2 separate regions of the Mustela erminea genome follow, and region 1 is linked to region 2. A link is a contact called in public Hi-C data. All regions are on one chromosome and are shown on one strand. Each heading gives the region's core, a stretch centred on a gene start, on an enhancer-like site or on the middle of the called end of the contact. The rest is flanking DNA. Distances are from core to core; before and after follow the strand shown. Region 1 holds the start of DSEL (dermatan-sulfate epimerase-like protein). Region 2 holds the start of TMX3 (protein disulfide-isomerase TMX3).

What was found. Hi-C and Micro-C count contacts between places; a contact is called where the count stands out from the background.
Region 1: a Hi-C map of fibroblasts shows a contact between it and region 2, with 4 times the contacts expected there. The contact joins the promoter of DSEL here to the promoter of TMX3 in region 2. A contact is called at or near these places in 3 of 3 Hi-C or Micro-C datasets (fibroblasts, skeletal muscle and spleen).

The regions. Positions count from the first base shown.
Region 1 is chr13:9,688,411-9,693,618 of mMusErm1.Pri, forward strand. It overlaps DSEL (dermatan-sulfate epimerase-like protein), which reads left to right and starts at 2,173. Exons shown (of 3, transcript XM_032310350.1): 1 at 2,173-2,272; 2 at 3,103-5,208. The coding sequence starts at 3,969.
Region 2 is chr13:8,759,559-8,764,628 of mMusErm1.Pri, forward strand. TMX3 (protein disulfide-isomerase TMX3) reads left to right here and starts at 2,025. Exons shown (of 16, transcript XM_032311204.1): 1 at 2,025-2,070; 2 at 3,084-3,138. The coding sequence starts at 2,025. It overlaps LOC116572315 (neural Wiskott-Aldrich syndrome protein-like), which reads right to left and starts at 2,374. Exons shown (of 5, transcript XR_004278221.1): 1 at 1,547-2,374.

The DNA.
Region 1 (5,208 bases), core at 923-3,422, 930 kb after region 2:
TCCTTGGCAGTTTCCAAAGCTCCTTTATGAAAAAGTTACAGGAATCTCTGCATTTGGGCTCCTCTTTCCCCCAACTCTCATGAGGCTAGAAGCCACACTGGGTCCCCTAAGGGACATCCAGACACTTCTGGAGGAATTTCTGTACTTGGGAATTCAAAGGAGAACCCTTGCTTGAGAATGAACGTCAGCGGCAGAGGGAATGTTCTATGGGAACCCAACTGTTAAAGGTCCAGCTCATCTCAAAAGCACACGCAGTGCTTACAGAGGGATTGAGAAACTGCTAACGACTTGAGGAACTTTGAAGAGAGCGCAGGAGTCAGGTGAAATATTAAGCACAAAACAAATGATCTAAAGACTGAATACAGATACAAATCATAGAGTACTGGAATAATTCATTCTTACTAGGGAAACCTAAGAGGTATTTACAGAGAAATTGAAGCATCTGCGCTGACACAAGATGATGAAAGAACTGAGGTTCGCTGGGCAGAGGATACCACAGGAAACAGAATGGTATAAGCATAGTTACAGGAGGACCAAAGCAAAAGCAAGTTTGGCCATTTGGGTGGGGGGGGGGGGTAGAGTTCCGAAGTTGACAAAGTGGAAGAGTCATGAGGTAAAAGCCACATTTCACCTCCAAGGTAAGTTACTTGAAATGTCTTCTGCTAGTTATGGTCTACCATTCAGTTCTACCAAGAAGTGATCTAAGCAAGGTTGCTCCTTTCTTAACGGACGGATCTGTCCATTTTACCAAAATGGAATGGAGTTGGAGGAAAATGAAGCTATGACCAATCCCCAACCGATGGGCTGTTCGTTTGGGAGGTTTGATGTTTCACTGGATTTCTATGATTACGATATCACTGTGATAGTTGACGTCAGACCCTGTAGGCTCAAGAGGAAGCGGAATTTCAGATTATCTGCGAGAAATTCCCAATGTCCAGTACAACAGGATTCACTGCTGCTCTAGCAAATCCGAACCCTGGAGCTGCACCCCGCCGGCGTCACAGCGACTGAGACGCTGTCTCCCGTTTGTGGGTCTTCACCGAATTTCGCTTCCCATTTCTTTAATGAGAAAAAGATTCCTTCCACTCGTTTGTCCCACACCGTTTCAGATTTATACTGCCAGATAAATGATTTCAATCCATAAAACGGATTATCCTTTTTGCTTTCCTCTGATCTTTAGCATCGGAGCTCTGAAGTCATCCCATATTAACCTGGTGAATCGACGTTGTCTTTCTAAGTGACAGCAACCTCGGCCAAGCTGCCTGTCTTTCCTGCTGTCCTCACCCGCTGCTCGTGCTAAGGGTAATTCCTGACATCCCACAGCGTGACCCCGCCTGTTCCCGCTTCCCCCGGTATTTGTATCACGCCCCGAAACTCTCTCCGCCCCCCGCCCCAGCCCGCCCGTCCGCCCTCGGATGACCAAAGGATAAATATCTGCAGGACCCAGGCAGGTCTTTAGACAACTGCGCTTCTAAATGTCCCCCTCCCCGCCGCAGCCCGCACTCGCGCTGCTGGAGACAGCCACAGACTCGCTTTGGGATCCCGGGATGGGGCGTTTGGCGCGTCCCTGGCCCCGCCCTCCCTCCCGGCTTCCCGAATCGCGGTCTGTCCTCTCCCTACAGCGCCGCGGGCCTAAGGCCCCGCCCACACCTCGTTCCCGCCCCGCCTTCGGCTCGGGTCACAGTCTGTCTCGCTCCCGGGTCCCGAGGCCCCGCCCATGACCCCGCCTCCGTCTTGCTCCCGCCCCGCCTCCGTCTCGCTCCCGCCCCGCCCATCCCTCGCCTCCCCACCCGCCGCCTTCCCGGGCCTGAGGCCCCGCCCCGGCTCCGCCCCCGTCTCGTTCCCGCCCCGCCCCCGGCCCGCATCGCTGTCTCTCGCCCTCCCCGGGCCGCGCGGCCGGAGCTGGCACGGAGGAGCGGCGGCCGCGGCGGCATCGCGGCAGCGTCGCGGCCTGGGGACCCCAGCGCTCCGCTGGACTCAGCGCCCGCGAAAGCGCCCATCGCGCGCGGATCTGCCTTCCGCGGTGCCGGGCTGCCTGGAGCGTCCGGCGATCCCCGAGGGCGGGCGTGTCCTCGCGGCGCGGGGCGGGGGACAAGCGTGGGGCCGCAGCCTGTTGGAGCGCGGGGGGCGGGGGGTGCCGTGCCCCGGGCGCGGGGAGCCCTGCGGGGGGCGGCGCGGCCAGGCTCCCTGTGCGGAGCAGTTTTCTGCAACTCTCCACCTCCTCCTCCCTGGGCCCAGCGCAGCCGGGAGACCCTGTCCACATCTGCGGAAGGTAAGCGGACTTGGCCATTTAGGGGTCGTTGTCCCCAAACCACGGCCAGAGGTCGAGGCTGGGGAGCGAAGGCCGGGAGCGGCACGTTCGTAGGTTCGAGGAGGCGAACGAAAAAAAAAATGCAACAGGCGGGGCGGTTCAGGAAACTCCAGCGTTGATGTTTCCTACGGAGAGGAGACTTGTCCAAGACTGAAACTTGGTGAGGCTCTTCAAACCCGAGGACGGGCAGAGGCGACGCTGCACCTTAGTCTGGGTCTGAGCTCCCTCTGGTGGCCTCTCGTGAGGACGGACGCCGAGGCCGCAGGTGAGGTCGGAGCGCCGCTTGCTTGCTCCCACGCGTGGCCATCATGTCCCCTTTGAGAACCGTGACTGGTCGCGGTAGTTTCCCATACAAGGTGCCTTTTGATCCCATAAAGCGAATCCCTTAACCGGAATCAGAAAAGGTCTTTTCAACCTCTGCTCTTTGTCCCTGAGTTCTTTGCCACCAAATCAACGAGAATGATAGCAGGAATCTCATCTTTGTTTAACCGCCCTTGAATAAAAACACGTTAAAGGAGTCAAGCAAGCCACAGTTAAAATAAATGCTGCAGGAAAGTTGCATTTGTAGCTGCTTGTCATCTGCCGCCATTCATTGTTCTCCTAATCTGTCCATTTAAAAGTGTAAGAAAAAAAAAAGGATCACTTGAGCTAACTTAGATGGTATTCAGTTACAGATTTTATTGTGATTCTAAAATTTTTGTCAAGAGATTGTAGAACATGTAAGTCATCAGTTCATGTCCACTTCCGGCATTTCCGTAGCCTCAGAGAATTTCTTTTTGTTTTTCCTCTAGAAAGGAGTGTCATGAAAAAGGAACAGAAAAGAACCGTCCCTCTTGGTGAATCGGGAGTTTTCTCTCCCAGTTGGTGGCTACTTCATGATTGGAAAAAAAGTACCTAGGTGGCTGAAGAGATTAGATTCTTGTAGTTGTACAGATGAAGCTGATAAAAGAAGACATGAAAATGCTTTCTCTGGGTCGTAATGGGTGATGAGTAAGTAAGCCTGAACAAGACAGATTTGGAATGAGGGCAGAAATTTTGATTTTTTATAGCCAAGTAGGACTTTGAACACTTGTTGAGGATGTTCTTTTCCCAAAAATGGAAGAAGAAAAAATTTTCAAAGCAAAAGTGTAAAAAGTGGAAGGAGATAACAACCAAGTCGACTTCAAGAATTTCAGTACATCATGAGCTCCTTTGGGCAAACTGGCACAAGCATCGTACATGTGGGTGACTTTTATAACTAGAGATGGTTTCCTACCCTAGGAACAACTTTTTAATTCAGATTCTGGAGTGTTTACTCTTTTTCTTTTCTTTTTTTTTTTTTTTAATACTGTGTGTTTTGACTCTTCATGTTAGATAGATTTGTGTAAATGAAGTAAATCCTGAATTTCTAGTATGTTTGACTATACCACTGTTTGCTATGTGATACAGAAACATTATACAGGTTTTAACATTCCTTGAAGTTTTATTGGAAGCAGATCTGTGTCAGGGACACAGACAGTATAAGTTTTCTCTTTTTGGCAACTCAGCTTGCTTTGAATGAACCGAGCGTCAGCTGGATTTCACAGTACATATGATTTATAGTCTTTGTGTTAAAGGCCTTAAATGTATGTTTTATTCCAGGCAGAGGGAAATACATTGAGCACTGTTTTTGACATGTATGCCTAAGGAAGGAGCTCCCCGATGGATCATGGCGTTAATGTTTACAGGACATTTCTTGTTTTTAGCATTAGTGATGTTTGCTTTCTCTACTTTTGAGGAATCTGTGAGCAATTACTCTGACTGGGCAGTTTTCACAGATGATATAGATCAGTTTAAGACACAGAAAGTGCAAGATTTCGAACCCCATCAAAAGCTGAAAAAAAGTGTGCTTCATCCAAGTTTGTATTTCGATGCTGGAGAAATCCAGGCAATGAGACAGAAGTCCCGTACAAGCCATTTGCATCTCTTTAGAGCTATCAGAAGTGCAGTCACAGTTATGCTGTCCAACCCCACATACTACCTACCTCCACCCAAGCATGCTGATTTTGCTGCCAAGTGGAATGAGATTTATGGTAACAATCTGCCTCCTTTAGCATTGTACTGTTTGTTATGTCCGGAAGACAAAGTTGCCTTTGAGTTTGTCTTGGAATATATGGACAGGATGGTTGGCTACAAAGACTGGCTGGTTGAAAATGCACCAGGGGATGAGGTTCCCGTTGGCCATTCCTTAACAGGTTTTGCCACTGCCTTTGACTTTTTGTATAACCTACTGGATGATCATCGAAGACAAAAGTACCTGGAAAAAATATGGGCTGTTACAGAGGAAATGTATGAGTATTCCAAGGTCCGTTCATGGGGCAAACAACTTCTCCATAATCACCAGGCTACTAACATGATAGCGTTACTCACTGGGGCTTTGGTGACTGGGGTAGATAAAGGATCTAAAGCAAACATATGGAAACAGGCTGTAGTAGATGTGATGGAAAAGACGATGTTTCTGTTGAATCACATTGTCGATGGTTCTTTGGATGAAGGTGTAGCCTATGGGAGCTACACGGCTAAATCAGTCACACAGTATGTTTTTCTAGCCCAGCGTCATTTCAACATCAACAACTTGGATAACAACTGGTTAAAAATGCACTTTTGGTTCTATTATGCCACCCTTTTACCAGGCTTCCAGAGAACTGTGGGTATAGCAGATTCCAATTATAATTGGTTTTATGGTCCAGAGAGCCAGTTAGTGTTTTTGGATAAGTTTATCTTAAAAAATGGAGCTGGGAATTGGTTAGCTCAGCAAATTAGAAGGCACCGACCTAAAGATGGCCCAATGGTCCCCTCCACTGCCCAGAGGTGGAGTACTCTTCACACCGAGTTCATCTGGTATGATCCTCAGCTCACCCCACAGCCTCCTGCTGAAT
Region 2 (5,070 bases), core at 775-3,274:
CTTTTTTAAAGTGTCATTTAATACTAACAATAAAACTATTTATTACATGTCACCAAGGAAAAATAACTACTATAAAAACCCCTTGATTTTATTTCTAGATCTTTTTTCACCTTAGGTATTGTACACAAAGCAATCTAAAAATGAATGGCATTTTCTGGATTTATTTTCCTTCAACAATAAATGAGATCTTCAGGCCAGAGCAACAGTATCACCTTGGGAACTTGTGAGAAATGCAAATCCAGACCTACTGGCCAGATTCTGAAAGGAGTACTCAGAAACTGTGTTTTATCAAGTACTCCAGGTAAACGATGCTCAGTACAATCTGAGAAGCACTTTTTAACACCATATAATGAAAATCTTAAAAAAAAAAAGTATATAGCTATATTTACTCTTAAACCTTCATCATTAGAGTATATATACAGAAAGTACGCACACTGCAGGGGCAGAGCTCAATGCATTTTCACAAAGTGAACCAATCTGTGTAGTAGGGTTCAGATCAAGAAAGAAAACATTACCTGCACCTACCCCTGCCTTCTAACACTATTAATTTCCCTGATTTTAAACTTATGCACATAAAATCATACAGTTAATACCTTTCTTAATTAGGAAGAACCCAGCATAACTCCGAGGGAAATTGGCTGATCAAACATTTGTAACATTAGCCACAATAGGGTGACTGAAAGCCGGAGAAAAAGGGAGGGAGAGCATTCTAAAGCAGAAAAGAGATCTGGGAGGCAGTGTTGGGTTAGAAAAACAGCAGCTGTGGAGTCTGAAGCTGTTTCAAATGGCAATTCCATCATTTGGAGCTATTAGGTAAATTACCTTTTCCAAGCCCCTGGATCTAAGTAATTCCTACTTTGGGAACCTGGAGGAGGATTAAATATTTATGCACATTAAACTCAAAATAGACTAGACACGCAATTAAAAAAATGTTTAAATCTGTTGAAGGCACACAATGGATACTAAGCTGTATGCACTAAATGGGTGAAATCTAGGGATTGCTCTTAATCAGATCATAATTCAACCTTCTGGTCATTAGGGAGAGTTTTCGGAGATCTCCTCCTGTTGGAATTTTGAAGCCACGATGACCTGGCTGACATCATAATCCATTTCTGTTCTCCTAACACATGTTCGATAATTGACTTAATCTAAATCTTCTGATATTTGGGGTCCTATAAAAATGTCACCTAAATCAGATGTGGTGATCGCAGCAGGCATCACCTTATAAAAATATACCACTTTTATAAATATTCTGTGTTGTGTAGGTGAAGATAGCAAATATTTTATAGTATTTTACTCTTATCAAAAGGAATCAAAAAGTAGGAACGAATCATCAAAAACTTGTATTTTATAATCAACTTCACTTTTTCGGGTTCCAAGAGAAACAGTTTTTAAGACAGGACTCCTTTAGTTGGCAAAAACGCACTGACAGAGCTCACTACCAGAGCAGAATTCCCATTTCGCAAACAGGGTCAAAGAAGATTCCAAAAAAGACACGAGCTTCACCATCCGTAGCCTCCACCGCTCGACACACGCAGACACGCACCTCTTCTCCCGAACCCGATCGCTCGCGGCACAGAGGCTGCAAGCGAAAGCCCCGGCAGAACTCAACTTCCAGCCGCATTGGAGGGTATCTCACTTTCCTCTAAATTTAGCGGGGATCTAACTTCCGGAAACGCCCCCAACGCCGTACGGCGCTCCGCCCCCGCAGGAAGCCGCCCACTCGCGAGGTTCCCACGCTCCCGAAGGCAGCGGGAAGCACACGGACTTTGAAGGCACGACTGCGCAAGCGCCCAAGTTCCACGCATGCGCCGCACTTGTGCGCATGCCCAGAGGCGGAGGCCGGAGGGGTCCTGAGAGGGTGGCGGAGGGTGGCGGAGGCCGGCCTGCCCCGCCCCCGCCCTCTGCGCCGGGCTTCCCATCTGCGCGCCCACGGGCAGCTTCCCTTTCCGGGAGGGCAAGTAGCGGCCGCCGGCTTTTTTCTCGCTCTTTTCCGTGGTTTTTGCGGCTCTCCTGGAGCAGGCATGGCCGCTGGGAGACGCAGCGCCGGCCTGCGGCTCTGCGCCACAGGTAAGGGCCGCCCGGGGGCGATGGGAGTGGGGGCGATGGGACGGGCGCGCGCGGGGACCCTCTCCCGGGTGGGGTCGGGCCTGGACGGGTCTCCCGCCAGCTTTCGGAGAGGCTCTGGGATCCTCCGAAATATACCCGGCTTCTGGGTCCTTCCCCTAACGCGGGTGTGCCGGGGACCAGGGCCAGAAAAGGATGCGCCTGTCTTCCGTTTGATTCTCTGCTCGGTGTGGCAGGAAGTTTCAGCGGCGCTGGCTCCATTCACAGGCGTGAAGGCTCCACCAGCCGAGCTGGTGGCCAGACCTTGCTTTGGCTGTAGGTTCTGACTCTTGGCACGCCCGAAGAATTTTTACCCACCGAGGGGTATGGCCAAGGACAGGTCATGATCAGGTCGCCGGACCGTGCGGTGGGAGAAGTGATCAGAGTAGGTGGTGGCCTTCCCCAGCCTCCTCTTGCCCGCGTCGAATGCCCTGGTCCTCACGGTCTTGTGCTCACTTCCTCCGCGGCCTTTTGGTTCCCCCTGTGTGCCGGGCTGTGAGAACTGTTAGTGTTAGAGATGTCGCTCAGTTTTGCTTCTACCTATGAAGTTGAAAAATAAATAAGTAAATAAATAAAACATAGTGTTTTGAATGTGCAGTTGGAGTTTACACAGAGGAGGAGAGAACTACTTCTGGAGAAATAAAGAAGAATGATTTCTGTGTAAAAAAAAAAACAAAAGATGGACTGGAAAAAGGAAAAAAAAATGATGAGAGTGAAATTATGTGGAAAGAGAACCTGTGTGTTTCAGATTTACTAGCCCACACCTTGCGGGTCACAGCCTGGGTGCCTGCAGACTGAATAGGAGAGCAATGGACTACATATGCTTGGGCATTGTTCGTGCCTTGGGATGGATCAGTGATGGATTTTATGGTAGACTGTAAAAAATCAGAAACATTTTATAGATGACTAAGCATGTAGTGTGAAACAGTAAATCAGCACTTACTGTAAACATTTTGTCCTTTTTCCCTTTTTTTCAGTTTTCTTACTCGATATGGCTTTCTGCAAAGGATTTGTAGAAGATTTAGATGAATCGTAAGTATATATGTATTTTAAATGGTATCTTAACTGTTTTAAACTCTGGAGTTCTCTACATATTTCCATGAATCTATTTTAATGATAGAAACCTTAGTGACTGGTGTTCATATGGCACTGATTTTGTTTCAGAAGTTGTCCTGAGTGCTATTATAGATGTACAAAGTGGGGCTGTACTCAGTAGAGTTTACTGACGGTTCTATCTTCTGTTTTATCATTTTTCGTTGTATTTGTTAGCTTTTCTCCTTATATCACGATTGAGTAGGTGCTGGAATTTAGTAATCATACTGTGTATTTGTTTTTATAGTACCATAGCATTAGTCAGAAACTCTTGCTTATAGTAGGTAGGTGGGTGAGGAGTCCTGTTCCAGACAGACCATGATCCTATGTGTGATCTTTCGGGCCTGATCATAGGTAACTGCAAGGCTTTTCCTGGCAGGCCTTGAGGGGAAGCTGCTCTCCCCACAGCAGACTTGGTGCACAGCTAGTGCATTGCAGTCTCTGGAGGGAGTTGTAATCATAGACCCAGGCCCCGAGGCTAGCCAGGCTCACATGCATATCTAGCATGTGCAAGTGGCCTCTTTTGGAGGCCTCCTCCTTGGGGGCCTTAACCTAGACCACTCCTAGGCACCTCTACTGAGACCACCTTATCTAGGGGGTTGGCTGAGACGTTCTTTGCTTGCAGTACTTTTCCACTCCTGTCCCTTTCCCCCTTTCCTCTCCTTCCGTGGGTTCATAAAGAGGCAGAAGCCTTTGGTTCAGTGCCCCTCTGCAGGGAGGTGAATTCTGTCTATGCTGCAACCATCTGACTCTGCTTAGTACTGTTTCACTCGAAAAATGGAACATTGAGGAACTGGTGCCTTTTTTTTTTTTTTTTTCTGTTGGCTTATGTTGTCACAGTAAGTAAATAAAGTCTTGACTATTACTTTCAGTTTGGTTTATTGTCCTAATTAACTACCTCTACACAACAAAATTGGTACAGTAGCAGGGTGGTCATATGAACACAATGCTGTTCTGGAAGAGTCGAATTCCTGAGGATCCCAGGGAGCACTTTACTGGCCATGCTAATGGATATTGGGGAGTGACAGCAGATTCTGAAGGGAACCCTGGTGGGGTTTTTGTTTTTGTTTTTGTTTCGCTTTTGAGATTTTACTCATGCATGTGAGAGACAGAGCATGTGCAAGAGAGAGCATGAGTAGGGGTAGGGCCAGGGGGAGAGGAAAAAGCAGACTCCCCACAGAACTGGGCTCCATCCCGGGACCCTAGGATCATGACCTGAGCTGAAGGCAGACGCTCAACTGTCTGAGCCACTCAGGAACCCCTGAAGGGAACGCTTGCTAACATGGAGGTAATCTTATTAAACTTGGTGTCTTGAGGGCTGTGTCACTATCGACTTCCTCCTTTAGAATGCCCTCACGGTGGTGACTTTTACCTCGGGGGGAGGGAGGTGGCAGAGAAGGAAGGAGTATGTGGGCAGGCACAGATTCCTAAGACCCTCTCTCTCTCAGCTGGATGCTGTGTGAACTTGACAGGTTTGGCCCACCCGTGACAAGTTTCTTGTCAAGGAAGAACGCTGCCCCACTCTCACAGAGGTTGTGGCCTCTGTGAGCTATCTTGGTGATCCCTTGGGTCTCCATGGAGAGACTGGGACACACTGGATAATGAGACTGTTAGGCAGACTCCGATGTCTAGGTCTCTGTTTGCTGCTCCTGCTTCTTACTGGACCCATGTAAGCCTCCTCACCGCATCAGTTCATTCAGTCTGTGACACACTCCAAGCCTTAAGCAAAAAATATCCAGACACAGAAGAAGCAGCCACCACTAAGCCTGCAAAGATTGACCAGCACAAAGAGTGACATAAGCGTGGGAACTGAGCACCCTTTCATGGTCAACCCAGACGTGAGCCTTTCTGGAAAAAAGTCTCTGGGTCTGT